2 separate regions of the Mus musculus genome follow, and region 1 is linked to region 2. The links are chromatin contacts, called in public HiChIP or PLAC-seq maps. All regions are on one chromosome and are shown on one strand. The core of a region is the stretch at or near the end of the contact, and the rest is flanking DNA. Distances in the headings are between cores, read along the strand shown.

The links. HiChIP or PLAC-seq counts read pairs in DNA pulled down with a chosen protein or histone mark.
Region 1: a contact with region 2 is called in an H3K27ac HiChIP or PLAC-seq map of double positive thymocytes, with 8 times the contacts expected there. The contact joins the promoter of Gpr82 here to the enhancer-like site in region 2. A contact is called at or near these places in 9 of 39 promoter capture datasets (the C10 cell line, the HPC-7 cell line, embryonic stem cells and 5 more), 20 of 484 Hi-C or Micro-C datasets (the Ba/F3 cell line, CD4 T cells, the G1E-ER4 cell line and 9 more), 6 of 115 datasets of contacts at active chromatin or transcription factors (CD8 T cells, acute myeloid leukemia, double positive thymocytes and 3 more) and 2 of 9 other capture datasets (adipose tissue and macrophages).

Annotation. Positions count from the first base shown.
Region 1 is chrX:13,657,887-13,663,465 of GRCm38.p6, reverse strand. Gpr82 (G protein-coupled receptor 82) reads right to left here and starts at 2,103. Exons shown (of 4, transcript NM_175669.3): 1 at 2,023-2,103; 2 at 1,048-1,138. The region is part of intron 5 of Cask (calcium/calmodulin-dependent serine protein kinase (MAGUK family)); the gene reads left to right.
Region 2 is chrX:13,488,691-13,494,249 of GRCm38.p6, reverse strand. It overlaps Nyx (nyctalopin), which reads right to left. Exons shown (of 4, transcript NM_173415.5): 4 at 4,929-5,559. It also overlaps the pseudogene Gm14506. Among named protein-coding and RNA genes, the nearest start is that of Nyx, 30 kb to the right of the region's middle. Within about 2 kb of position 3,094, at least 5 of the 459 cell types and tissues checked have an H3K27ac peak or open chromatin away from gene starts, as enhancers often do.

The DNA.
Region 1 (5,579 bases), core at 854-3,353, 170 kb before region 2:
TGAAATGAACCAGTTCACTTATTAAGAAAAATCCCCAGCCGGGATGTGGTGGTGCACCCTTTAATCCCAGCACTCGGGAGGCAGAGGCAGGCGGATTTCTGAGTTCAAGGCCAGCCTGGTCTACAGTGTGAGTTCCAAAACAGCCAGAGCTACACAGAGAAACCCTGCCTCAAAGAAAGAAAGAAAGAAAGAAAGAAAGAAAGAAAGAAAGAAAGAAAGAAAGAAAGAAAGAAAGAAAGAAAGAAAGAAAGAAAGAAAGGAAGGAAGGAAGGAAGGAAGGAAGGAAGGAAAAGAGGAGGGGAGGGGAGGAAAGGAAAGGAAAGGAAAGGAAAGGAAAGGAAAGGAAAGGAAAGGAAAGGAAAGGAAAGGAAAGGACAGGACAGGACAGGACAGGACAGGACAGGAAGAAAGAAAGGTCCCCTTCTGTTCAAAAGAAATGTTGGTTTTACTGAAGGGCCAAAGCTTTTTTTAAGAGATGAAGCTTCTTTTATGCAAAGCTTCCAGTAGCCTCTGCCTCATAGAGATAATGCATTCCATGCTGAAAGCAGCAGAGGTTCCTCTATGAATATCAGTAGCAACTATTCCCTAATGAAAGAAGAGCAGAATACTATTACTTAGATGTTAGGTGATGGTGAGTCTCTATAAAACAAATAACAACTCACTCCCCATCTTCAGCTTCCCAAATTCATGCCCCATTCAGTAACAGCCTTTGATTCAAAAGCTACTAGAAATTTAGTTTTAAAAATTTGTAAAATGCAATTAAACTTGAGAAGGCAAATAAAAGTGAGTCTTACAGAATTGCTTCCAAGGATATCTCTCCAAGTGTACATTCTCCTCAGCAGAATGTCTGTGTACACACTGTGCTAATTTGACAAATGAGAAAACTTGTACAACTCTAGCAGTTACTTGTGGCTATTTAAACACTTCTTGAGCTGACTACCTTATTTAATGATCAGATTTCACAATTCAAATAGTTTAGTCCTTTTAGACACTTACAAAGTTAACCTTTAAGCTAAAACTGAGCCCCCCCCCAAAAATCATCCTTACCTGTCTGAGTAGCTTATGCTCATTGACTGTTTCACACTCACAGTTCTCTGATCTTCACTCTTCCAGTATCCTTAATCAGTATGAGTAGAGTCTTGCATGACACCAAGTACAGTGGGGAGAAAAAGGGAAATTAGATTGTTGAAGAAAGTCAACAGTTACAGTAAATATAACCAGTACCTCCTTAAAAAAAAAAAAACAAACACAACCCTCATTTCTCTATTTCTTTAGTGGGAGGAAGTTAGTGGGTAATACATATATTTAGTATAAATATGTACTGTATAAATAAATATATATGTAGTATACTTATGATGATTTCATGAAGTAGTTAGCTTTATTGTTGTGATTGGCTGAAGTTGCATTTCTAAGGTTTAATCACACATAGCTAATTATTTTTCTGTGAGCATAGTAAAAGGAACTTCTTTCCAGTAACTCAATAAAATACCAACATAAATTTGTCTCTAAACTTCACTACAAAATCATTTGTGAACAGCTTCTTTGCAATCCATCTTTTCTAAGAGTAGAACAAAACAAAACTTGAAGTTTTCTTATTTATACCGGCTTGCTCAAATCAAATATCACTAGGCTGGATTAAAATTCATGCTCATCAGTGGTCTCTGCTGTTTTAAGATTGAAAAAAACTGATGCCCAGAGATGCTTGCTCTCTGTGTGCTCAGAGTATATATAGGGACTAGAACCCAGTTTGGTTACTAATAAACAACTTTTCTCTACTTCTAATTGGCATGTTCTACCTCCATTTGGAGTTGTAATAATGAGTACATGAGTTAGAACATTTTATGATGGATTTTGGAGGTAGCAAATGTGTTTCAAAACAAATTAATAGTTATAGCATGTAGTCTGAACTGACCATAACCGAAGGCTAAATGTGCATTTAGCACTGACCACTGAGCAACCTGCATCCCCAGCCCAGTTCTGCCAATTCTTGTTTCCAAACCCAAGTCCACCTCATTTGCTTACCACTCGTCTAGTACGTAGATGATGAGAAGTTGGGCTTACTCAAAGATTGATCCTGAGAAGCTGGAGAGGGCAACCATCAGCAAAGCTCTGTCTTGGAGAATTGGGTTATAAGAAGGGTAGGAAAGCCTGGGTTATACAGTCGAACGATGGGCAGGAGGCTCTGTGCCCATTCCCCTGCCCGCCTCTGGCTAGAACTGTAATCAACCTTGACCTTCTGAAAATAGCTACAAACACATTAGTTATCTACAAGTTAACCTCCACAGCAATTTGTATGCTTTGTGTTAACTGATGCAGGGGATTAAAAGAACAAGGAGAGCTGCACATTCAGATGTTATCAGAAAGTCACCAGGAGTTGGAGGTGGGGGTGCCAATAAATCCACAAATTGTTTGGCAATTAACATTTTTGTCATTTAGGTGAGCTCTTCTTTAGCACAAAGGTAACTTCTGGAGAAGGAAAGGGGAAGGCACATAATTTCTCCCTACTGTCCCACTGTGTGTTCATTGTGGCCCATCTCCAGGATGTTTGCATAGCCGGCAAGCCCTTTCCTAGACCTGAGTTCCCCAAGATGGACAATTCCTTAAAATGGTGGCCATTGCTCCATTCTCAGACCATTTTGGATTTCACTATCATACATTTTCCTTAAACAGTACAGTTCACTCAAATATTTATTGGAGTTTCTACTACATTTCTAGTAGCACATGGAGGTCCCAGAAGTATAATGCTAACCACAAACTAGAGTGTCTTCAAATCCAAGGAAGATGTAGATGTGATGTGTCTGAGAAATAAAAACTTAGTGAGTTGGTAAATCACAATGGTTCATTAAAAGAACTGAAAGGGAAGAACAGAGAATGTGTGATAGATGGTGGTGGAAAATGAGGCTCGGGGAAGAAACGACTCAAGTGAGACGACTAGGTAAATACTATAAAAGATTTTCTAAGACAGTAAACAATACTCTCCAGTAGTAGAAAAAAGTAATGGCAGGAAATACTAAGCTAACAAAAATATTCCTTGTCATGGAGCTATTTCAAGAATATCAAACCAAGTTGCAAGTTCTCTAGGACATAGTGTGCCCCTTTGGACTTCGGGATCACAAATTTTCTCTGGCTCTTTGTGTTCTCATCTTTCTCCTCTTCAGAGTGCGGTTTCCTTTGTCCACATGTAAATCTCCTTATCTGATTACTTCTCAGATCATCTGCCCAAGCACTCTCCAGTACATACTCTTCTGATCCTTCTGATCTGCCTCAGGTGATGGTTTTAAATCTGGCCCCTGGAATTCCTTTGGAGTATTTTAGTAAGAGTGATCCAAAAGGAAAGCTCATTCAGTTTTGCAGCCCATGGTGAGCTGTTGTTACTACCTCTATCAACTTTGAGGGGTGGGTTTGAGGGTCACTTACCAGTTTCCCTCAAAACCAAAAGCAGGAGGACATGAGATACCTTAGACTTATCTGAACTTGTGTGTTTCAAATGGGAACTTACTTTTTGGCTCTCCAAGCTAATATCTAAATTGGCTACAACTGGACAGTTTAAAATTTGTCCATCTGACCAATCAGTAGCTCAGGGCATTGAGAGGGAAGCTATTGTGCAAGACAAGAACACGTGTCTAAATGTGTGCATATTAGAACACCATTCTTAATTTCCCTCAAAGGGGACCACAGTAAGCCTTGTTCATCAGTTCAATGCTTACACAAGCCAGTTAGCTTTAGATGTGCAGTGCAGTCCTGTTACTCAAAGCTGTGGTTTGTTCAAGTTCAGTGAACCTTCTGTTCTCTTTAGGATGTGGTATCTGGCCATAGCCTTGTTTCCAGTGCTACTGCTCTCAGGTCCTCACATTCTACTACAAGAATCTGTAGTCGTGGAAGACCCAAGTGTAACTAGAGTTTTAGGATAAAAGCGCTTTCTCCAGCAACCCTAACAGGCTGGCCTTGGCCACCCATCTTAATATGCCAACTCAAGAAGCAAATGACAAATCGTGAAAATCAGAGACAGGAGAGGTAATCATGTGCACATCAAAAAGAGGAACAGTGTCTGGTGACCCCAAATCCCTCTCAGGGTACTGATATCAGCTGTAGATTAGAGGACAAATTGAGGCAAGGAGGCAAGAGTTGTGCATAATTATACAGCCTTAGTCAAGGTGTAGCCAGTAGTTTGTGTGACTCACTGATCATTGTCTCAGTTATGGTTCAGCAAAGGTAGTCTGTAGGCTTTCTTATTGTTCAAGGGAACAGGGTGGTCCCCAGGAGATGATTGCTCACACTCTAGTCCTCACTGGTTAAATTTCATCATCTAGGTGATAGAATCCAAGGGAGTCCTGGTTTAGGATAATAACTGGATATCTTTAGGCACCTTTTAGGCATCCGGAACAGAACATGGTAAAAAGCTGACACTAAGATGCCCCCTTTAGTCCTGTCTCTGTGTCCTTGGCCTCAAAGGACAATGGAATAAGTGATAATTTGATAGACACTCCTTGAGTGATTCATATTGAAAGAAGTAGACAAAGCTAATGAGCCAGATTAAAAGAGATAGATGCAAAATGAAGGCAGACACACCAGGCTTACACTGTGCTTTTAGGTCCCTGGGGGCCTGAATGAGAAGTCAGTGGTTTTTAGGACTATCAGGGGGCTTTTCCCCTCTTTTTATGGATGTGTACGTGTGTTCATGTGTGTGCAGTTGCATGCTCATATCATGTTTCAGAACCAACCATTCTTCCCTGTGGGTACTTTGAAAGCCAAAGGTAAAGATGTAAATGAGCCAGCAATTCTTGTGTTACTGCCTGCCGTGCCTGTGCTACCTTTGAAGTGTACAAAGAAACTTATTTTCTTTCCTTAAAAGCAGGCATTTTAGAAAATAAGGCATTTGACAAGAGTCTGGGAGAAATGTGACCTATCACGAATTACCACAAGTAAACACATGCCCATATCACAACACAGCAACTGGGAATGCAAAGAGATTACGATCATGTATCAGTGCCCAGAATTCTCCATGTTTCTTTCCAAGAACAAGGTCATCTTATTTCTAGCCACTTCTTTTTAATTTCTCGATAAAATTGTTTTAAGATTAAGACTGTGTTTGTGTCCCTTTTTGTCTTTACTCAAGGAGGAGGTTATATCAATGGCCAGGGAAAGAGAATTGGGCACGAGGTGTTCTTTCCTGTACCTGTTAGTGTTTGAATTCAATTGCTCATATTGAGAACCCCCAAAATTGAAGTACTGCAGTTTATGTGAACTGCTAGAACAATTGATAACAGCCAGGCATGGCAGCACAGGTCTTTAATCCCAACACTCTGGAGGCAGAACAGATGGATCTCTCTGACTTTGAGGCCAGCCTGGTCTACACAGTTTCAGGTCAAACAAGTCTATATAATGAGACCTTGTCTCAGAAAGCAAGCAAGCGAGGGAGGGAGGGAGGGAGAGAGAGAGGGAGGGGGAAAGGGAGAGAGAGAGGAGAGGAGAGGAGAGGAGAGGAGAGGAGAGGAGAGGAGAGGAGAGGAGAGGAGAGGAGAGGAGAGGAGAGAGTTTGGGTGATGGTGGCACACCCCTTTAATCCCAAGGAGATCTCT
Region 2 (5,559 bases), core at 1,845-4,344:
CCTGTTTTCTGCCTGAGTCAGAAAGCAGCCACCTTAACTTTTCTTCCCTGCTCAATAAAGGATCTCTCTGTGAAAATAGGGCTTTGGGTGTGATTTGCACCTGCTCCAGGATTCGGGAGGGGTGGGGAGCCCCCACTGTATGCAGGTCCCTTTAACAGGCAGGTGTCACCATGCCTGGCATCTCTCCCCGTTCTTGAAAGAACCAATAGAAGGAGATCATAGCATCACTATTGGCTAGTGCAAATGCTGTTCAGAAGCCTTCGTGGGAGCTTCATTCCTGCAGTCTCCTTCAGGCCCTTCTGAGTTCTCTACTGAATGAGCCACACGATTAGAGCCACCGACACTATGCTTTGTTGTGTTTGTATATAGTCTGGCTTCTCTTCTCCTGGACACATGAGGGACCCTACTTCCTTGTCTTAATAAGTACAGTTTCTTTTATATGAGCATTGATTGTCGTGTAGCAGTTTCCTCCTTGATTGAAACATTTCATCCTGCAGGGAAGCTCCTCAAGAGAGGAAGCAAACAACCCAAAAGAGCTTTAGGAAGTTCCTAGAACTGACCAGATTCACTAGGTCCCTTCCTTCCAAGAGTAAACAGTGAAGAGCTGCTGAGAGTTGCCCTCAGTGGAATCAAACTACAAAGAAGACTGAGGTCAGCTCGACTGCCTAGAAGGAAGAGATAGACAAGCCCAGGTCCTGGAAGAGGCTCCGACAAAGTGAGCCACTTGGAAAGGACACCCTCCAACCTGTTGAGTTGCCTGCAGGTTTCCAACTTTTATGAGCTGTCACAATGCTGGGGTAGGATTTGGTGATGCAGCTGTTGTTGAGTTATTTCTGCTCCTATAAGTAACCCCTTACCCGTATTCCTATAAGTGACACCAATCAAACTCATAGGTTCACCAAGTTGGACTTTGGTGATATCTGCACTTAGCTGTGTTGTGGGCTCCCTATCTGGGTTGAGTAGACCTGTGTGTGTTGCATCTACCCAGAAAGTCTGTCACACAACATCAACACAGGACAGCTGTGTGGAAACATTTAAAAAGAATGCTTAATTCTACCAACTTCCCTTTCCCTGTGGCTTGGAATGTTGAAGCTTTGTATTTTGGTAACCATACTTGAGTCTGAGTAGTTACAAGGAGGAAGTACCACACTGACTCCCCTAATAAGCCTTCATTGGCTATATACCATAAGCAAGAAATATACTACAGTAAGATGGTGATTTTTTTTCCCCCAGGGGCTGTTTGTCACTGCAGCAGAATGTGTCCCATCCTGACTGCTACATACAGTTTTGCTTAGCAGAACCTATGGTACCTAGTTAACATTTATCAAAGTGATAACTAGCCAGTGATTGAGGGGAGTGCAGCCCCTTTACATGGCTCCAGCAATTAACCTGAATAGGGTGGTGAGGGAATGAAGAAATGACACACACCTGGAGAAGCTGGGCATATTTATTATAGAGAGTTGAACAGAGAGGCGGGTTATTGGATACAGTATACAGATCAAGGGGACAGGTATAGCTAATCTCAGTAGGGGCAGTCTTTGTAGGGGAGCAGTTTTCAGGCTGTAAATGTTTGGGTGGTAGAAGAGGCTATGGTGGACATTTTCTGCACACACTGCCAACATTCACACTCAGACCCCTGAGAAAGGCCTTGCCATCCCTCTGAGCCTCACTTGGGGAGGGGGGTCCGCCTTGGGGTCCTTGACATGGCTGTGCTAGTGTCAATAGCACATGTTCACTAAGGGCTTCATCCACACAGGACAGGTTTTAATGGATTCCTAATGAGGAAGGTTCACTTTCTGATCTTCCAAGAGTTTATAAAGGCTACCATTCAGGCATCTCTGGGTCTATTTGGCAATAAGTAGCTCCCACATTCCCAGAATTCTATTGGAGTAGGTATGTCTGCAAAACTCTGTCTCCCAGGAGGCTATTTTAATGTTGATATTTGTTCAAAAATGCATCAAAATAAATACTCATTTAAAACTGGCCACCTAACCTAGGCAGAACTAGAGCAAAGTTTTGAGGCTATTCCAAATGAAAGGACATTACTCTCAAGGCAACACCTCATTCCCCAGGAACCTAGGCTGTGTGTCTGCTGTGGACTTCCATAGCTACCCAAACACAGAGACCTGCCCAAGGGGACTCTAGTGGTCTTTACTCAGTCTCCATGGCCACAATGCACAGTTGAGCAAATAACATTTCTGACTTCATCAGATTCTCACGTTTGGAAAGGAAGACATTCAAAGAATCAGTTTGCTCTGAAACATTAAAGTCAATGAACAGGCTTAGAGTTATGAGCACTGTGACTAAATGAAGACAAGTCAAGATTTAGGAATTTAATTTTCTACCACTAGGAAAATGGCTACTTTAAAAACAAATAGTTCACAGTCATTGATATTTCAACAGTATATTTTTTTTAACTTTTTAAAAATGTGTGTCTGGTTCTGGAGATGAAACCCAGGGCCTTATATATGCTAGGCAATTCTACCACTAGGCCACACTCCTAGACCAGAACGTTTTTGTTTGTATTTTTTGACAAGGTCTCATGTAGCCCAGCTGGCCAAGAACTGGCTATACCACTGAGCATTCCACTGAACTTCTGATCTTCCTGCTTTCCATCTTCCCAGTGCAGGGAGTGCTTACAGTCATATGCTACCATGCCTGGTTTATGCAGTGCTGGGGATCAAACCAAACCCAAGGTTTGTGCATGTTAGGCATGGCTCAATCTCCAGCCCCCAAAGAGTATATTTTAAATAATAGTATTTTAACAGTTATAGATACCCTGATTTTCAATAATGGTATTGATAAGAGAATAGCTTCATTCTTAGGTAACACACATTAAAGTACTTAAGGGGAGAGTCAAATTTAAACTATTAGTAAGAAATAATACAATAGGGAGAGAGACAGTGCCAGCAATCCTCTTGTCCCCATCCCCTCAACAGCACTGGGATTATAGGCATGCTCATTTACTGTGCACAGCATTTCACAAGAGTTCTGAGGATCAGAGCTCAGGTCCTCATGCTTCCACAGCAAGCACCCTTAGCCACTCAGCCATCTCTCTCCAGCCCCCAAAGTAAACTTTGTCTAAAAGCATACATCCAGAGCTGAGCGGTGCAGGCTGCCCTGCAACCTCTCAATGACTGCCTGCCTCCCAGGCCTGTCACAGTTGGGCTCAGGCTCCTTTGGCGAGCCACCAAGTTACAGAGCTGGGAGAAGAACCTTCAGGACTCCTAGGTAGAACTGCACTTCAGCAATGGGAATGGGAGCAGCATTCCAGCCTCCGTCTCTATTTATAATGGTGACATGGGGGAAAAATATACTGCTGGATGCCCAGCATGAATCTGGACAAAGTAACTGCAAGAGTTCTCACTGTGACAGCCCACCTCACTCCCAGACACCACAAGATACCAACAGAGCTGAAATAGACACCCACAGCTTTGGTGAGAAAAACAGCACTCCGAGAAAGATTATATTGAGAGAAGAGAAGTTGAAAGTATCTTGAAGAAAGAGTCAGATTGGATATGGGATTAGTCAAGTCGGCAGAAAATATTCCCCCCAAGGAGTTGCTTTTTAAACACCTGAAGCGCACAGCTACTCTCAGCATGAGAAACACAAGCGTTATGAAGAAAGGGGGAATTTTCTCAGCAGAATTTCTGAAGGTTTTCCTTCCATCTCTGCTACTGTCTCATCTGCTGGCCATTGGCTTGGGGACCTACATTGGAAGGTGTCTGACAACTTCCACTAGCACCTTCTGATGAAGATTTGGATCTGACTTTTGCTCACACAGTGAGGATTCATGTATGAGCTGCGCCAGCTAATTGAAGAGCTAGCATGATCCTTGGGTGTCTGCACTATGTGTGTTTATTTGTTCTGTAAATGCAGTGTTCCTGATTTGGTGAGACAGAATAGACTCTTATCATGACCTATAATTATACCTATGGGATCAAATAATAAGCATGTCAGACTGATGCCTATTGTAGCATTCACTAGTAAATTTCTTTGAATATTAGATATAAATAGTATAATTTTAATATAGTAGCAATGGTATATTAAAAATGATCTGTAGGGGTGGGTCGGTGAAAAAAAAAAGATCTGTAATCATAATCCAGTTAAGACACTTTACACTTCAAAAGAATGAGTAAGTGATAGTAAAATCATTAAAGGGTTCCCCCCCCCCAAAAAAAGAACCCTATACATGCTCAAGAGCAAGTGAGACGGCTCAGCAGGTAAAGATGTTTGCCACCAAGCCTGACCATGTACATTCAATCTAATCTCTAGCACCCACATGGTTGAAGGAGAGAACAGACTTTCACAGCTATCCTCTGACCTCCACCCATGTCATACCACAGGCATGAGAGTGTCTCTACAATATGCAATTTTAAAAGCTAAACCAAAACAAGACCATACTCCAGACCAGCAGCTTTCACAGTTTTAAACTATAACACTGCCATTAAATATAAATTATAGCAACATATACACACAGATACACACAATTTGAAAAAGCACATGCAAAAATTACAGATTACACAACACAGTGTTGATCATGGATTTGGGGTTTTTTGTATGGTTGTGTGCTGAGGATAGAACGCAGAACCTTGTACACGATATACGGTATCACTGAGCTACATCCTTAGACCCTTCATGCTTTGTATTTGCTTTTAAAGATTATTTCTAATTGTGTGTGTGTACACACTAGAAACCATTGTAATCCCAGCAACTGGGAGGCTGAGTGAGTAGGGTCATGTTAGAAAATTAAAGGCCAGCTATAGAGTGAGAACCTGTCACACACAAACACATACAAAGAATGATGAAATTATCAAAGAATAAAAATAATCATATTTTTTAAAAAGTATTGTTGCCACTGACATCTTGGCCTAGGCTAATGTGTGCGGGTTTTGAAAACTCACCTCTCTATAGACAAAGAAAGGAACTCAGAGCATGAAAACTGTACATTTATTTCCAGGACATTGACAAATAGAGCTGTCACTGCTCACAGTGTTGAGGCTTACCAAGCATCTCCTTTGCAGACACGTGGCATGTTTATTGGCCTGATCACCTGATGGCCCGTTAGGAACCTGCAACTTCTGCAATCAGCTCAGGCTGGTTCTGCTGCCAACAATGAGAGGGTGCCTGGCTAGTTTTTTGTTTTCTTCAGTCATGAGTATAGAAGCCAGGGCCTCTCCCATTTTAGGCAAGCACTATAAAACTGACCCACAACCCCCAGCCCAGGAGACAACATTTAAGAGGCAACCTGCCAACAGTTACCCTCATGGCCAAGACCTAAAGAGCTGCGGATTCTGAAGCTGACAAAACCTCTGCTCTTTTCCACATGACCACGAGAAAAGCTGGTGTGTCAGGGGCCCTGAGTGGGACTGGGCATCACACACTCCACACTCAGAACTCCATGAACGTTCACATGGATGCTGGTAGAGCTTTGTCCTTGGGAATACAGTGGGAATACCCTGGGGAATCTGAGTCCCCTTCACACACAGGTCTTTGATTTCTACTCTCCTGGCTGTTAGTCTCCATTCAAGCAGCTCACAATAACTTCCATCCCTGATA